Regions from separate parts of the Mus musculus genome. Here all the other regions are linked to region 2. Evidence: chromatin contacts called from public Hi-C data. All regions are on one chromosome and are shown on one strand. The core of a region is the stretch at or near the end of the contact, and the rest is flanking DNA. Distances in the headings are between cores, read along the strand shown.

What was found. Hi-C and Micro-C count contacts between places; a contact is called where the count stands out from the background.
Region 1: a contact with region 2 is called in a Hi-C map of CD4 T cells, with 6 times the contacts expected there. The contact joins the promoter of Nupl1 here to the promoter of Mtmr9 in region 2.
Region 3: a contact with region 2 is called in a Hi-C map of CD8 T cells, with 5 times the contacts expected there. The contact joins the promoter of Cdca2 here to the promoter of Mtmr9 in region 2. A contact is called at or near these places in 3 of 484 Hi-C or Micro-C datasets (CD4 T cells and CD8 T cells).

The regions. Positions count from the first base shown.
Region 1 is chr14:60,250,149-60,252,931 of GRCm38.p6, forward strand. Nupl1 (nucleoporin like 1) reads right to left here and starts at 1,331. Exons shown (of 15, transcript NM_170591.2): 1 at 1,015-1,331. The coding sequence starts at 1,121. It overlaps Gm38641 (a long non-coding RNA gene), which reads left to right and starts at 1,326. Exons shown (of 3, transcript XR_874661.1): 1 at 1,326-1,405.
Region 2 is chr14:63,542,570-63,545,343 of GRCm38.p6, forward strand. It overlaps Mtmr9 (myotubularin related protein 9), which reads right to left and starts at 1,384. Exons shown (of 10, transcript NM_177594.1): 1 at 889-1,384. The coding sequence starts at 1,070.
Region 3 is chr14:67,714,026-67,716,953 of GRCm38.p6, forward strand. Cdca2 (cell division cycle associated 2) reads right to left here and starts at 1,585. Exons shown (of 15, transcript NM_001110162.1): 1 at 1,199-1,585; 2 at 917-980; 3 at 658-831. The coding sequence starts at 980. Kctd9 (potassium channel tetramerisation domain containing 9) reads left to right here and starts at 2,073. Exons shown (of 12, transcript NM_001111028.1): 1 at 2,073-2,359. The coding sequence starts at 2,312.

The sequences.
Region 1 (2,783 bases), core at 81-2,580, 3.3 Mb before region 2:
AAAAAAAGAACTAAGTAAGATACACCATTAAAAACGACAAACCTAAAGCCAGTTAATCGATGACACAAGAAAACAAGGTGAAAGTTAAAAGAGACAGCAGAGCACACCGTCGCCTGTGTCTCGACAACATAGGTAGTGAAGATTAAGAAAGCATATGCAAAAATGGGACTTAACTGGGGCAGTCTGATTGTACTGTTATTTTGGATTTGCTGTATCTAACGGGGGCTGTTAAGAGAGAGAGAGAGAGAGAGAGAGAGAGAGAGAGAGCGAGCTTTCTTTGAGACATTAAGCCTATAGGTCTTGTTATGCCTCGGGAGATACCTGTCCTTCGAGTACACATTTCCTCATTTGATCAACTCTTTACCAAAGGCCGAGTCTGAGTGATTAATGCTTTCAGTGAAATAGCTTTTTGGAATCCCTAGCTACTCATCTGTCACTACCGGAATCTATTACACAAACTGAAGAATATACCACTTAAGCTTGCAGTGAACGGAAAAGATCATGTGGTGGATGGTTATAACACAAAATGCTTTGCGATGCTATGCTAATCTGTATAGGGCACAAAATAACTATGATACAATACATGCCATAAAAATGTTAAAAAGACAGAAGGGGGTCCTGTGGCACAAAGGCTTGAAACAAACAAAAAATCATAAATCCAATGCATCGTAACGTTCAAAACCGAAATCTAAACCACCCGGGGATATTTTTTTTAACTTACATCCTACCTATTTTTCTGTTCCTAAAAGCCAGCAACAAGCTGTCATTCATTCAACACTCATTCTATCCCTGAACCCGAGGGGTCGCGTAGGCGTAGCCGCGACTCCAGGCCGCTTCCCGCAGTCGGGCCCACTCCGCGTCGTCGCGGCGCGACCGGGGACTGCAGAGCCTCGGCGGCAGGGGTCCACAGCCCACTGCGCGGCTCGTAGGGAAGCCTAGCAGCCTGAAGGCAGGCCTCGATGTGCAGACCTCCGCGGGGAAGCACCAGGGTCCCCTGCTAGGCGGCACCATTACCTAGACGCGACGGTCCCGAAGGAGAAGCCGCTGCCCGCTCCGGTCCCGCCGGGGGCCACAGTGGTGGAGCCGAGGGTCCCAGACCCGAAGGAGAACCCCGTGGCCATGGCGGCCCTTGGCGCGAAGGCGTCAGCTAGGGTGGAGAGGCCTAGGACGCTTCTGTCCCTTCACTGCCGAAGAGGGACGTGCCACATAGCTGGTGCCCAGCGGGTACCGGGTGGGAAACAACCCCAAGCGGCGGTGCGGCAAGGCGAGGGCGGAGTGGGCGGAGCCACAGGCGAACGCATGCGCGACACCGCCCGCGCGCCGAACGCACTAGAAGCGCGCCCGCCGCGCAGGGAACCCTGGGATCGGAGTGGAAGCGGTACTCGTGTGAGGCCGGGCGGATGAGGTAAGGTGGGCGCCCCGCCTACTCGCTTAAAGCGCTAAGCCCCTGAAGTGCCCGGAGAGTCTCGCGGGATTTCGTGCTTTACTTCCTGAATGAAGGCCCTGGAGTGCGGCTTCGGTCCGGCCTCCTGTCAAAAGCCATGCGTAGAGTTCTAGAGTTGGAGAAGACCTTGGTCGTCACCTCACATTCCTCCAAGGGGACGTCTGAGTTTCATTTGGGTGTCGCTGCACCCGAGAAAAAAAGAGGGTGTCTACCTTTTGAGGGTCCAGAAATGTACGGGTTTTAAGTCGCACACGCTTCCGGTCAGCACCCCATGGTACTGCACGCTTGTGCTTCCTGCACGGAGGGTTCAGCGGGGCGGCGTGACACTGCCAGGCTCCTCTGCCTCCGAGTCTGAGGTCAGGACACTGTGCCCCAAATCCTAGTGGACGGTGAATGGGATGGGTGCCGTTCTTGGGGACCTTCCCTGAAGACTGCTTCCTGGCTATGTGGCTTTCCCATAACTTGGGGTATTTACGAGAGGAACTGCGAATTGGAAAGTGTAAGGACAGGGATGAGCGATCTGGCTGGAGAGCTGGCTCAGCACCGACTGCTCTTCCAGAGATCCTGAGTTCAATTTCCTAGCAACCACATGGTGGCTCACAACCATCTGTAAAGGGATCTGATGTCCTCTTCTGGTGTGTCTGAAGACAGCTACAGTGCACTCATACATAAAATAAATAAATCTGAAAAAAAAAAAAAACCCAGAGGGATGTAAATTAGAATGTACGGGCACCCGGAGCAACGTGGGCACCAAGAAATGCTTCTTAGCGGTGGTCTGGGGACACTGCCATCATATCATGGTTCTTTAATTCTCTGGCAGGAATTGGCATACTATTCCTGCAAGTGCGTTGACCAGCTGCCAAGTTTTGTTCGATGAAATTGATCCCATCATCAGACCCCTCAGATTTATGCTAAAGCACAATCCTCCCCATGGTAGTGATTCGAACAAAAGCCCAACGGTCTCTGAGTCTGGCCCTCAGTGCCCTTTATATGACAAATCCTTGGCACTTCTTTTCTCACAGCTCCCCCACAATTCAGCACTTGTTTTGTGTTGACCTTGAGCATTGCTACCTGCAGTTGGCTGAACCGGAACACCCTCCAGATTCATTGTAGAGCCCTGTCCTCTCCCCCAAATACTCATAGTGATGAAAACTCTGTTCCTCGCCATTTCCCTTTGGCAGGTCACAAAAGTTAGATGACGTCAAAAGGTGTGTTTGGCACATGATGTCATGTCAGCCATGAGCCATGCAAACTACAATAAGGAGTAACCTGGCAAGATATCTTTATTGGTGCAGTAGTGGCATGAATGTCCCAGTAAACTTTCCTTTTAACTGGAAAA
Region 2 (2,774 bases), core at 134-2,633:
ACCATTGAATACATTTATGCAATAAAGATGAACTGAGGAGTCTAGTAGTCTGCTGATGGTATCTTGTACACAGATACACACATACACACATAAGTAAAAATAAAAAATTTAAAGTGATGGAGTAGGGAAATAAAGATGAATTAGTTCCTATGTTCCTTTAGAGCCAGCCCCTTTCTTTTCACAAGAAAAACTGAATGTTAAGGGCTAATGATTACCCTCAGTGGGAAGTGATCATTCCAGAGAATAAGTAAGATGCAATATGATAAACTCAGTCTTCCCTAAATGAGCAGGGGTGTAAAATTTGTCATCCACCTGCATCGGCACTCCCCATCAGCTATTACAGGGGTGCACCTTACCGATTTTAAAACGTTTTAAGGAGAGACTAAAATGCATATGCATATATATGGAAAAAATGACAGTGTACTCAGTTAAATACTATGGCCAGGCATAGCGGCCCATACACACACAACTGTAATTCCAGCACTTACTTGGGAGGCTGGGGCTGGAGAGTTGGAAGTTCAAGACCGGCCTATGCTGCAAAGGGCTGAGCATGCCTATTTAAAAACGAGATCGTGGGGGAGGGGTCGCTTTAAATTGTATTGAATCATAACTTCGTGAAGTCAGATTAACAACAACCAATAATTCAAGAAATGTGGTGGAAGAAATTTTTTTTTTACAAAGAACATTTAAAAATACGCCCAAATGCTGTTCAAAATGACCACTACGACTCTGAGACCTTAGCCTGGGGATGCCAGGTGGCCAGTGCAGATAGATCTAGGCCCCAGAAGGCTCATTTGGCTGGCTGAGCCAGGATACCCATAAAAAACCACCTGAAAGCGTCTGTTCCGTTCCAGGCTCCTCCGGGACCTGGGTGTGGTGGGCGCTCACCGTTTGTCGATGGCGTCGATATTTGAATGGAGGAGCCAGAGCTCCTCCGTGTTGTCCTGCCGGGAAGACAGGATCAGGTGGTGGCCTGTCAGACACAGGGTCCCTTCCACGGCGGTGTAGAAAGGCCGGTGCAGCACCACATTGTCTACCCGTGGGGTTTTAATCAGCTCCGCAAACTCCATATTGGGCGCAGCCTAGGGGCGGGAGGCCCAGTCCCGCAGGTGCCCGGCGGTTAATCCGCAGACCCGGACGGAGCCCCGGCTGGGCGGGCCCGGGAGGTCGAGCCCCGCCCCGGCTGGGCGGGTGCGCCAGGGCCTGCGGGCACCGCCCTGGCCGCTTCTCCAAGTCTCTTCCGCACCACTGGCCGGGACTCGGTCGCAGAGAAGGCTTCCCGCCAGGCCCTGCACTCCCCGCTGCCACCGGCGTCTGACGGGCGGGCTGCGGAGGAGACGGACCCGGCGTCGGGGCAGCAGCATCCGAGCCCGAGCAGCCAGGGACTTCTGGCGGAAGTAGCTGCTGAGCGTTGCACCCGGCAGGAACTCCTGCACAATTAGAGGGACTCGAGACTCGGAAGACATAGAAACCGGACCGGAAGTTGGTACTTTGCTAGATCCGGTGGAACACAGCCAGAAACAATGACTTTATGGTCCTACAATGGAAAAACAAAACAAAACAAAACAAAACCAACCAAAACCTCTTTCACCTTCTACCGCCGCAATCCTTGCCCTTCAAATATTCCTTATCGGAAAAGGCGAGACGAGAAGACGTCGCTGACCTGCCAGCCTCCACATGAGTGCTGTCCCTCAAGGGCTCTTCGTTTGCGCTACCTGGTAGTTGTCTCATGAATTGGTCACGAAGAGATGTCAAATGTAGGATGGAAGCGGAGGTTGTGATCGAAAAGTAGCATCTTGGTGTCTGGAAGAGACATGGGACAATCTATGCTTTAGACTCTTTGAGAGCGCCATGACTTTAACCAAGAACAGCATATTCTAAAAGGATGGAAAGAGAAACTGACTAATCCTCGCCCTGCGAAAGGACTCTAGTGTCTTCAGAGATAGTTCAGTTAATCTGTAGCAAAGCCTGAAATCAAGACCTTGGTATATTGGTCACGACTTCATAGTATCCCGGCTAAGTACAGTCTAGCTGAACTGCTCACGGACACTGCAATGACAGAGTTTTGCTGTTGTAATTTCCCTCTTCTTTTTTTTTTTTTTTAATTTTTTATTAGGTATTTTCCTCATTTACATTTCCAATGCTATCCCAAAAGTCCCCCATACCCCCCCCCACTCCCCTACCCACCCACTCCCACTTTTTGGCCCTGGCATTCCCCTGTACTGGGGCATATAAAGTTTGCAAGTCCAATGGGCCTCTCTTTCCAGTGATGGCCGGCTAGGCCATCTTTTGATACATATGCAGCTAGAGTCAAGAGCTCCGGGGTACTGGTTAGTTCATAATGTTGTTCCACCTATAGAATTTCCCTCTTCTTGCTTTCTATCCCTCTACTTTATCCCAGAATAAGAATTATGTTTGAGTCCTGGCCTGCTTTTACTGTGTTAGCAGTGAAAATTCTCACCACCCAGTCAGTGTCTACGAACAGCAAGGTAGCTGACTTCAGAGTGTGCAAAGTGAAGTTGACCAGATTGCACAGTGTTTGTCCTTGATTTTGTTCTTGTCTTTTCTAAAAACCTTCCCTTCCTAAATCACTCACTCCTGCGATCCAGTTTATCTGCAAAAGGAAAACAACCAGCAATGGATGCTGATGGACTGAGGTGAAGTAATGTGGAGGTGTTTTCCACACCGGATTTGTTTACTTTCCTTCCTCACTTGACTCATTGTATTAACTACAAATTGTGGAATGGAAAACTTTTAATCTGAAAAATAATGAA
Region 3 (2,928 bases), core at 335-2,834, 4.2 Mb after region 2:
GGCCCTTGGAACAGAGTCCCGATGTGGGTTAGGGCTGGTGAGACCCAGCTATACCCTGCTCTTATTTTTTTCAAAATTCTTCTACTCTGGAATAAGCTACTTCTTCACCCTCAGCACGCCACCCTGAATTCTGCTCACACCTAAGCACACGAAAACGGACCCAGTCTTTTATGTGATAATTCTGAGCGGTAGAGAATGAGTGTCACTCTGGCTTCGCCTAGCTCACGGTGTGATTGGCTTCCAGTCTCGTTATCCTTCTTTATAATTGCTATTCTACAACCCAAAAGAACCCTAGCCCTAGATTTACTTCTCCATTGGGAATTTCATTCCTGAAGCTAAAGAAAATCATTATCTGGGTCAATTTTCTGTTTGGGATTTTTGAATGAGGCACACGGCCTTGTCACTTTTACCGGTTCTCAACTACCTTTCAATGCCCTCTGATTTTCATACACACTGTTTTCTAGGGTGCACACAAAGCACAACTGATTCAGAAACATTGCTCTATTTGCTGAGCTGTGCCGAACAAGCAAGTCTGCAGGGTCAGCATAAATACACACAGAAGGAGTGTCAGGCAGTACAGACATGTATAATTGGGGCCTACTACAGTTACTGTTAAATTTGAAAAAAAAAACTATGCAATCCAAGAACTTCTCTTACCGGAAGAGGTCTTAACAAAGCTTTCAGGTGTAATTCCCAACTGCTCTACGGTTACTGTGGTGAAGTCCAAAGGTGACTTAAAGGTATCAGGGGTGCAAAGATTAGGAGTCGCATCTGCTACATGCTTCTGAGGAGTCACAAACGGTTCAGTTCCCAATCTAAAAACGTCATTTTCTGAAAACGGACAGCACATTGGGGGTGTTAATACATCAAAACACTCAAATCTTCCATCTAACGAGGGCAACAGGTCACCACATACCAGAATTATTAAGGACACACTCCTTGGATTCAGAGAGAGGCTTGTCGTGTGAACTCGCATCCATCTAAAAGATGAGGAAGTTAGAGAAAAAAATGTGAAAAATAACCTCACTATAAGCCAAAAACAATGTGACAGAACTCTAAGGCAATCAATACCAGGGGACCACAGGCTGGGGCGTTCTGATTAAAGAAACGGCGGGAGGTACTATTGACTAAACAAAGCGGACCGAACTGATTTATCAGGGCTTTGCATCCCTGAACCCCGGCCGGATAGCAGGCCTACCTCTCCCGCCCAGGACCCTGCGCGTTCCCTCGGACGACTACGACAAGCGTCGCGGAGGCTCCGTTTCAGAGAGCACCAGAGGCCGGGGAAGGGAGCCGGGCTGGCCTCCTGCCGGCCGCTGCACACCAGACACACCACGTCCGGCCGAAGCGGTCAAGCTTCACTTGCCCGCCAGCAAATTCAAACCGCGGCCACGCCCCCGCGGAGGGATACCCACGAGCCGTGGACCACGTGTGACGTGGGTACCGCTCCCTCCGGGCCTCACCCTCGTGCTTTCGAACGGCGCAGGGAGACCTCCGTGGATCCCGGAAAAAACACGGCCAGCCCTAAATGACCCTGGCGAGACAGAGCTGCAGCAAAAAGGTGTCCTGGGGTCTACCAGTGAGTTCCGCGGAGCAACACTTCAAATGCCACCCCAAACCTTGGATTGGCTGCTGGAAACTTCGAAAATGAATCACTAGACCAATCGAGACAGAACCGCCGGATGGCTAGTTTACCCTATTAGCCAATCCCGATACCAACCGTTACCTCGGTGGGTGGGTACAGTAGAAGGGGCAAAAGCCTAGCGAGGAGCTGATTGGTCTATGGGACTTCGGCGTCCCGCCTCTTCCTTAGACCCAGTCTCTTTATGCAAATGAGCACTCCTACACTCCAACGTGCGCCTGCTCAGTAACGCTTAGAGCGGCCCTTTGCCCAGTAGGTTCTTCTCTGATTCGCTGATACTCCATTCCGTCAACCAGCCCTCAGCCTCTCTTTCCTTCCACCGCCGTCTAGTGTTACTCTGAGCCCACCCCCCAGCCGGACTCTGATTGGCTAAATACTGGCCGGTACAGCGTGTTGATTGGCGCAGCTCAGCGTCGGTCTGGGCGCGGTTGGGGGGAAGGGCCGCTAGCAGGCTGAGGAGCCTAGGGGCGGGGTGGGAAGGAGGATCGGCCAACCCCGGGGTGTGGGACTGAGGGTGCGTGCGTGAGGAGTGTGGGGCCGACCAGGAAGGTGGCGAAGGGCGGAGAGTCCGGGTGGGAGGCGGGAGGGGTCTCGCGGGCGCGGAGCGCGGCGGGTGGCGGGCCGGGAGCGAGGGTGGCGGCTCCCTCAGGACCCGGCGCGGGCGGCGCGATGCGGCGGGTCACGCTGTTCTTGAACGGCAGCCCGAGCAACGGCAAGGTAAGCGGTAGCGGGGGCGCGACCCGGGGACCCCCGCAGCCTCCGACAGCCCGGGGCTGCTCTGCCGGCGGGGCTCCGAGGCGCCACTGTCACCTGAGCAGCTGGCCGAGGTCCCCTCCCACCTTCCCGCTGCGCCTTCCTGTCCTTATCGGTGCTGAGTAATGCTCTGCCCGGGGAGGAGGCAGTGATCATGGAGGCGGGTGACCCTGGCCAGGTCGGGAGAAGAAAACTCCAGGGGACAGTCGAGTGACATCCTCAGAATGTGGACCTGGTCTGAACCACTTTCCTTCTCTCTCAAGGTGCCCCGGGCCCCTTGCCCCGCCACCGTGCAAACTTTTATACATGTTTTACTGTGCCGCCTTGTTTTTGATTCCTTAGAGGACAGTGACAGCAGACCTTCGGAATGACTTGATTTGACAGTAGCCTTAGCTGCATTTAGGCCTCTGTGGAGGGCGTGGTGCTAAATATTTTTCCGATGTTGCAGCTGCCTCTTGCCCCACCCTTGAAAGTTATTCTTTGGAAAATGTTGGCTGTTTCTGGCGGACTAGTAATGTGTGGTTAAATGACTG